Regions from separate parts of the Arachis hypogaea genome. Here region 1 is linked to region 2. A link is a contact called in public Hi-C data. All regions are on one chromosome and are shown on one strand. Each heading gives the region's core, a stretch centred on a gene start, on an enhancer-like site or on the middle of the called end of the contact. The rest is flanking DNA. Distances are from core to core; before and after follow the strand shown. Region 1 holds the start of LOC112792688 (LRR repeats and ubiquitin-like domain-containing protein At2g30105). Region 2 has its middle 10 kb from the start of LOC112792655.

Region 1 (4,461 bases), core at 650-3,149, 40 kb before region 2:
TACATGGAGTTGGACACATGGATCAAACGATATCATTGAGCTCTATCATGTTTCAGTGAAACTGTTTTACACGTAGATCTCCTTTGACCACCTCATGTATGGTCTTCTTGGATCTTCCTCTATCTTTCAACCCCCTGATTACTTTCCATCTCATCCACCCTCCTAACTAAATGCTCTACTGATCTTCTTGTCACATGTCTAAACTACCTAAGACGATATTCTATCTTTCCAATAATAGGTGTTACTCCAATTTTTTCTCTTATATCTTCGTTCCTATTTTGTCCATTAGTGTGTAGCCACTCATCCATATCAGAATATATATATATATATATATATATATATATATATATATATATATATATATATTCTCACCCCATAACTTCTTGATGAAATCACACAGTATTGGTGATGATCAATCATGCTAGAATTTAGTTGATTTGTTTGACCACAATTTCCTTTCAAGATATACATTTTTCATCAACTTCCTAGTATGGCTTGCACGGTAGGAATTCTAGTTTAAGCCAAGCTTTCCCTTCGTTTTATTGCCTACCAAAAGCAAATAAACAAATCTATTGAATACTATCTCCATAGCACAAAAATAAAACCCCTTTGAATGCTTCGTCGAATCAAGTAGTTGAGTAAACATTTTAAGATGAAAACCACACCAGAGGTAATCAATCCTGTTTGAGCATTAAAATCGCTATACGGAGCACACCTCTCCGAACAACGATTTCTCCATACCCATGCCTCAAACCCAAGACACGTTAGAAAGGGCAGCCTTTACACAAGCATCCGGCATTAACACTGGATCCAAAGAAGGATCGCACCTAAAGAGTGTAATGCAGACAGCCTATCTTGATAATTGCATCAGTAGCCAATTCCACAGCTTGAACCCGTGACTTCGAGGTCACACAGAGACAACTCACGTATTGCTCTAAGACTCCTCTTCCAAGACCACACGTTAAGGGGTCAAAAATTCTGCCACTCAAATGGGCCATGTGTTGCTTGGGAGCTTTACCCTATAATGGAGCAACCATGTTGAAAGAAACCAAATATCGGGATTGAACAAACTCTATAAGAGTATTAGGACCGTCTCATATTCTCAATTCTCATGTTGATTCTAAGAGAGAAAGACACAAAATTTATCATATTGCCCTAAAGCCAAAACAATCAATCCCCACTTTCTTTCTTTTACTAAAGTAAGTACCATTAGCAACAAAAAGCAAAGAAAGAAAGAAACGAATAACTGCATATAGAAGACAAGAGAAGAGAATACCCCTTGATGTAAGCCCTGTGAAGCAAGAAGCATGAGCTTAGAGCCATTGGTCAAACCGGATGCTCCCAAAGTGTTGTGGTCTTCCAGAACCTTCCCTGTTTGTTATGATAAATTCAAAAACGAAAAAAAAGGAAAGGATAGTGAAAGCGGTTAGTTAGTTAGTTGGTTAGTTGCTTGCCTTTGAAGATGAGCTTCTGGCCACGTGGCAGGACGTTGGTGGAAGAGAGAAGGAGTGATTTGAGGTCTTTGATGGTTGATTCCGATGCGATTGAGATTGGTATCGTCTTCCCTCCGAACTTCACGTTTATGGCTATGCTTCTCGTTGAAGAAGGAGCTTCCTCCATTCTTATTCGATCCAATTCCAGAAATGGATTCGATTTTGCACTCCTTCACTGCATTCTTCTATGCTTCGCCTCTTCCTAAATTTTCAGTTAAAATTATTTAGGGGTATTTTAGGAAATCAAAATATAATTACTATCTGATAACTAAATACAGAAATGCTAATTTTCAAGAATCGTGTACTAATCAAGTAGAAAAATTTAGGTAATTTTAGCATTTTTATATAAAATAAAAATTAAAAAATTATTATTTTTATTTTTGTAATTTTTTGAAAATATCCCAGCAATTTTAATGGAATTGTTTGTTTGATGTAACATACTAGCACAAGAAATCTTCCCATGGTTCAAAAATTGACCGAAGTAACAAAAAAATTAGCTACTATACTATTTTAATTTTTTTTTTGGTGACAAAATGAAATACTATTTTAATTTAAGATAAAAATGAATTGTCATTAAATCAATAAAAAAATTAGAAAATTAGTAAATAAAATTTTTGTGGATAATTTATTTAAAATAATAAAAAATAATTTAAAAAATATATTTTATATATGTTAATATATTATTTTATTATATTGATTAAATTTTATTTAAAATTTTAAATTTTTCAACATCTAATTTTACTAGTTCAATAATCAATTCAAATTTTATAACTTTAGATTTTTCAGCTCACTCTTTTATTTAAAATTTTAAACAATAAAAAGAGGAGGATGATGATAATAATAAAAAAGGATGAAGAGAAAAAAAAAAGAAAAAATTAAACAACAAAAATAACAACGTGAAGAAAAAAATAAGATAGTGGTGACGGTAATAACGACGACAACGATAGCAGTAGTGATGATGACAATTGCATTAAAAAATAAATACAAAAAAATAAATACAAAAAAAGGAAAGACGATAATGACAACTAAGGAAAAGAAGACCTATGTTCAAAACAATAGACCACTAAAGAAAACACTTTATTCATATTCAAATAAATATATGAATTTGGTTTATTAGGGGTGTCTCCGGATCGGATATCGCCGAAAGTTCGATCCGATCCGCACAATTTTCATCGGATCGGATTGGATATGATATCCGCATTTTTTAGTGTCGGATCCGATCCGCAAATGTGCGGATCGGATCGGATTGAATATCGGATATATCCGCATAATTAAATCTTCTTTTTTTAATCATATTTCTATATAAAAAAATTCAATAAAAATATTTCTTTCATATTTTTAAATTTATTTATTCCTAAAATATTTTTAATCAAACTCTTTCTAAATAACAAAAATAAAATAATACAATATATGAATAATAATTACTAACTAAAACATACAAATAAGTAAATATAATACCAAATATATATTTATTTATTTATTTTTAATTATTATTGTGCAGATCCGCGGATATAGAGCAGATATCCGCGACCCGATCCGCAAAGGGTACAGATCGGATCCGATCTGATCAATTTGCGGATTGGATTGTATCCGCAATTTTCGGATCGGATTCGAATATTTACCGCGGATCTACGGATACTATCCGATCCATGGACACCCCTATGGTTTATAGTTTTACTAATGCCGTTTATCCATCAATTTATTTGTTCAAATACAAAATAATTAAGATTTGTAATATTAAGAAAAATTTCAAAAATAACAAAAAAATAATACCTAGTACATTCAAATTAAAAAAAGCGTTGATTATCGATACAAAAATACAATATTTTTGCGGCCATTTAGTCGGAGAAATACGCTAAATAAATTCGAAAAATACAATGGTCCTCAGATAGCAGTGGTTCTAAACCGTCGAAAATTATCATCGAATTCAATAACCACCACTAAATCAACCAACGTTATTCGTTGGTATTGTAACAGTTGTGCTAGCGGTTTATTAAAATTGTCGCAATGTTAAATCTCCACCCCCTAAACAGCAATGCTTCTAAAACCGCTGATATGTTATTTTGCGACAGTTTAAAATTACTGTAAATCCATAAAAAAAATCGCCACAAATTACCTGTTCTTTTGTAGTGCTAGGCGTCTAGGCCTCATTGGGCTAAAACTTTTGATTGGGTTACTGTGGTTTTACAAACATAACCATATCCATATTTATGAACAAAAAAAAAAAGAAAAAAAAAAGAATTAGATCAAAATAGGATATAAGTTACTAGATATCTAAACATAAATTATATGTAATACTATCTTAAAACTTTTTCAATCTATGAATATAAGATGGTTTTATTTCTATACACGATATAAGATCCTGCTCCAAGACAGAAAAGCTGCTTATCTTTGTTTTAGGTATTGTTTGTTTGGATTGAAAAACCAGTGGAAAGAAAATAAAAGGAAAGAAGTAAGAGGGAAAACATTTATTTTCCCTTGTTTGTTTAGAATGAAATTTTTAATGGAAAACTAAAATAGTGTAAAATTCAGAGTGGGTCCCACCTAAAATTTTTCTTTCCAACCCTGGACGGAAAACTGAAGGAAAAAGAAAACCCAACAGCATTATCTCATATTTGCCCTTTTATAAAAAAAAGAGAACAAAAAATAGAAAAGAGTTCTTCTCCAAGCATGGCGAAATTGAGAGGGACATAGAAGTATTGAAGCTCTGTTTTCACCACAAAATCAGAGTGCATTTCTTCTTCAATCTTGTTGTTAGTATCAACATTGTACTACAATTATTCTCAATCTAACCTTACACAAATAGGTTAGGGTTCTACGATCTCTGATGTGAAAAAGTTGTCATTTTTCTTCTTTCCTTCATATGTGAAACGACTTCTGCAGTATGAAATCTGTGGTAGTTCTTGACATTTTTATTTTTAATTTGTATTGATAGCTTTATTGTCTCTATCTTTTTATTTTATTCTTT
Region 2 (4,416 bases), core at 1,785-4,284:
AATAATGTTACTGATGGTATGGTTACCATTTGGCATTCTAACAATTAAATTAAATGTGACATGGTCAGTGGCCCTTATGTCAATGACCCAGAAGTGTGATTTGGTAGTAACAAAGGATGAAATATTGCTACTATATTTTAAAATGATAGTTTTACCTTGACTCATTAGAGAATTGACTGAAGGAAATTGAACCTGAGGTGTGACTTGGTGTTGCTGCTGAGCTTCCTATCCTTTGTGAATTTTGATGATAGTTTTGGAGTGGAGTGAGATCAAGGCTTGACGAGTCATTAGTTTTCATCTGACAATTAACTAGACTGCATTGACTGAGATCATACTTTTCTTCTCAGCAGGTGCCTCAGTAGCCATATAATTGATGCTGCTAAATTGCCTTTGACTCAAATGAGGTGGCAAATGATGCTTCTTATAGCATGTGTCAATTATGTGTCTTGGTTTATTACAAAAAGTGCACTGTATCTTATTACCTCTTCCTCTTCCATTTACATGAGATCTTCCTCTTCCTCTGCCTCACCCTCTATTTCTATCATCATTGAAAGTTGGTGCTACCTTATTGAAGAGGATTTTGGTTTCTTAAGATTCATTGAATTGCCGCTGCTGCTATGTGAGCATGGAGAAGGCAGTATCAATGTCAGGCAGAGGATTCATGAGCATCAATTGTGATCTAACACCAGAATGTTAATCACTGAGTCCCCTAAGAAATTTGGTTGTGTGGTCTTCGCGTCTATACTCCCTCATAACCTTTAATCCACACAAATAGATTAAATCAAAAGATTCACAAATGGGTCTGAAATTGTCCAAATCCTCCCAAATCAACTTTAACTTTGTGTAGTAAGCTGTTATATTGGCATCCCCTTGCTTCAATTGAAAGAGTTTCTCTTGTAATTTAGTTACGCTGAACTTGTCACCTTGATAGTACATGTGTCTTAAATCTTTCCAAAGATCTGAGGTATTGTTATTTCATATAACACTTCCTGAAATATCTGAGCTTAAAGACAGGTTTATCCATGACACTATGTATATGTTGCACCTCTCCCAGGCTTTGAATAAGGGATCATTCTCATTTGATTTTGTTATTGAACCATCAATAAACTTTAATTTGTTCTTTAATTTCAAGGCTAATAACATGACTCTACTCCATGAGCTGTAATTACATGCATTCAACGTAACTAGAATTAAAGGATTACCAGGACTTTCACCAGAATGCAAAAAATAAGGACTAGCTGGATCTTGCAAGTTACATCGGATTGGTCGTGTTCTTGGCCACATGAACTTGAATTGTTGAAATCTGACTTAGGAAGTATGCAATTGATTAAGGATCCATTGAATTGAAATTTGTAAAGTGCTGATTTTGATTTGCCTCCATCATTGATCAAGATTTGGAGAAACGAAAATGTTGAATTGAAAGAAAATTTCAAAAATAGCCCCAAGGAAAAGAACGAAAGTTGAGAAAGAAAGAAAATTAACTAGGTCGATGAATCTGTGAAGATGTTAGATTCAGATCTTCCACTCTTGGTCTCACTAATCAGAGCAATAACCTCTCTCTACACTCACCGCACCATGTAAAATTTTATGTAAGAGATGATCAAACTCTCATTAGACTGCTGTGTAAGTCCAAGAGTGAAGGAGAAATCAAGTTATAAAAGAGGAAGGGAAGTTGAAAACGGAAGAGCTGTGTTTACAAGAGATGAACAGTTGAGAAAGAAGAGAGAAGAAATGAGAATAGGCATTAGGCAATTCTCTAATCGATGCAAAAAGTTGTTTAGAGAAGAGTTTTCAAAAGATATATATATATATATATATATATATATATATATATATATATATATATATATATATATATATATATATATTTACAAATGTAGTAAGTTAACTACAACTAACTATAATTCCTAACTAAGTTGCCAACTGACACTAATAAATACTTCATAACTTCAGTATTTGTGTTCCATGTTAAGTTACAGAGAGACTAGATTTGTATAATTTTGAAAGTTCATGCATTGTTCCTAAATCACACACACTAAGATAGATCATATATATAGAGTGTAAGTTCAGTATCTAAAGAGAAAATTTGATAAAACACCATATTCTAATTAAAGTGATTTAAATATTTTGATTGTATTATTCAAGAAAATAGAGAGACAGAGAATGACGTAATCATAGAATCTAAGTGGGTTCGTTAAAATGATGGAGTACTATAAGTATAAGATAAAAAATACTTTGAAAATATAAAGATATATTTTATCGCACTCTATTAAATTATTTATGTTCTTTGGAATAGAGTGTTGGATGATAAAGATGAATATGAACACAAATTTAGTATGACTGATATAAAAATGTTTAAATAGATGAGTGATTGTACACAAATAGAAAGAATAAGAAATGAGAATCATAGAAAAAAATATTAATAAAAAAAGAGATAAAACGAGGGGTAGCCACTGATTAAAAATAAAAAAAAGTTAAAAGACTTCCACGAAATAATTAAATGTTAATAATCTTATTAATAATCCTATTATATTTGTAATTAAATGCTAAAAAGATTTACATAATTTTTTATTTAAATGAGTAATTAAATTTTAACCATCTTATTATATTAGCATGGAAAGTTGGAAACTAAGATTATGAATTTATGATAAGAAAAAAAAAATCTTCATTAACAAAATATATCATAAATTAGATGCGTGATTGGATTTTTTTAAAATAGATTTGAGCTAAATATGTGGTCTGATTTTTTTTTTTTGGTAAATTAATATGTGGTCTGATTTAATACGCACTAAAATTTTACCTAGTTGGTTTGGGCCAACCAAATTTGGGCCTGAGTAGCTTGAATCCAATATTGGAAAAATGACAGAAAAGAACGAAACCAAGAAAAAGATTAAACGCCTACAAAGAACAATCCAGTAGTGTTTGTTCCATGTTAGTTTTGAACTTTTTCCCTTCCATATGTATAGATTGGGCCTTGCCCTTTTCTTATCAATGACTCCAACTATGATGCCCCCTCAAGAGAGTCAAGACCAACAATTCTATGGTAACATTTTTTATTTGTCCATGACTGGGCTATTCAACATTAAACATGGTGCAGCTGAGGCTTTGGTTAAATATATTACTTCTTAATATGTTGCATTCGAGTTCAAATTTTGATGGTGGCCAAATAGTAGATAGAAGTATAGACCCTTAAGTGAGGCTATGGGGCTAATGAAGTAATGGCAAATTTGTAAACTTTATAAGAAAAAGACCATCGATTAAAAACTCTTAAGTAGAGTTATTAGAGTGGGTGTGAGTGTGAGTTGTATGATTAAAAAAAAATACGGTAATTAATTTACTCACACATTAGTAGGTTAGATAGTTGAGCTTAGAGTTTTAAAACTTTTCCATACTTCACGAGAATTTAACTCTCGATAATAAAATATATCATATGTATAATAATTTAGTAAATTAATTTAACTCCAACAGCTAGCTTTCAAGGTGAAAATAACTGAGTTATTTAAACTTTATTTCTAAGTGATATTTATTTATGGGTGAATGCTATGGTGTCTTTGACATTGTGCCTAACTTACCAAAAAAGATAAATACATAATATTTAATAAATTTTAAATATTTTACTTTTTACTTTAAACATTTTATTTTTTATCTTTAAAAGCAAGTTAGGCAATTTAGGCACCATAATAAAAAGCACCATAGAACTCACCTTGTTTATGTTAGTTGTGATAGTTATAGATATTTTTCATTTAGTTAGTTTTGTGTAACTTAGTATAAATAGTTAAAGTTGATGCTGTAAGTGTTTTGTGACTCATATTCAGTGCATGCAATTTACTAAGCTCATACTCTTCTCTGATTTCTTCCATCTTTGTGCTCTTTCACCATTCTTCTATGCAACCTTCAACAATTTAATTTGAAAATCTAAAATACCTTTTCAAACTCAAGATTGGACTCTATTAACAATCAAATAGAGCTATAATACAATTAGCTCAAATACATATTAGGAGACATATATAATTTAGTTAGCTTAGCTGGCAAGTGTTAATTAGTTCGTTGGTTAATATTGTTACATGTCTCTAACCAACTAACTAATTGACCTTCATGGTTAAACTAAATCAATTTGCTTATGTTAAGCATAATTCTGCAAGACGAATACTAATGTATTTTGAACAAAAGTAAAAGGTGCAATTCTTTTTTTTTTTAACAAATAAATTAGTAGGTTTTGAGTTTTTATTTGTTTATAATCTTATCAAAAGAGAAGAGTAGTTAACATAATTAAAATTTGTTTAATTAACAAAAAATACAATACTCATTTTTTAGTTAAAAATATTTAAGGATGAACAATTTTGCAGAATTTATTTTATTTTATTTCATTTTCTCCATCGATAGATTTTGGGTAAGAATAAATGACCATTTGTACCC

Evidence for each region. A called contact is a pair of places that touch in the nucleus more often than the background predicts.
Region 1: a contact with region 2 is called in a Hi-C map of an unstated tissue, with 3 times the contacts expected there. The contact joins the promoter of LOC112792688 here to the enhancer-like site in region 2. A contact is called at or near these places in 4 of 8 Hi-C or Micro-C datasets (leaf and an unstated tissue).

The regions. Positions count from the first base shown.
Region 1 is chr1:6,669,771-6,674,231 of arahy.Tifrunner.gnm2.J5K5, reverse strand. It overlaps LOC112792688 (LRR repeats and ubiquitin-like domain-containing protein At2g30105), which reads right to left and starts at 1,899. Exons shown (of 10, transcript XM_025836016.3): 1 at 1,455-1,899; 2 at 1,277-1,371. The coding sequence starts at 1,620.
Region 2 is chr1:6,631,064-6,635,479 of arahy.Tifrunner.gnm2.J5K5, reverse strand. No RefSeq gene overlaps it. Among protein-coding and RNA genes, the nearest start is that of LOC112792655, 10 kb to the left of the region's middle. Within about 2 kb of position 3,034, at least 3 of the 3 cell types and tissues checked have open chromatin away from gene starts, as enhancers often do.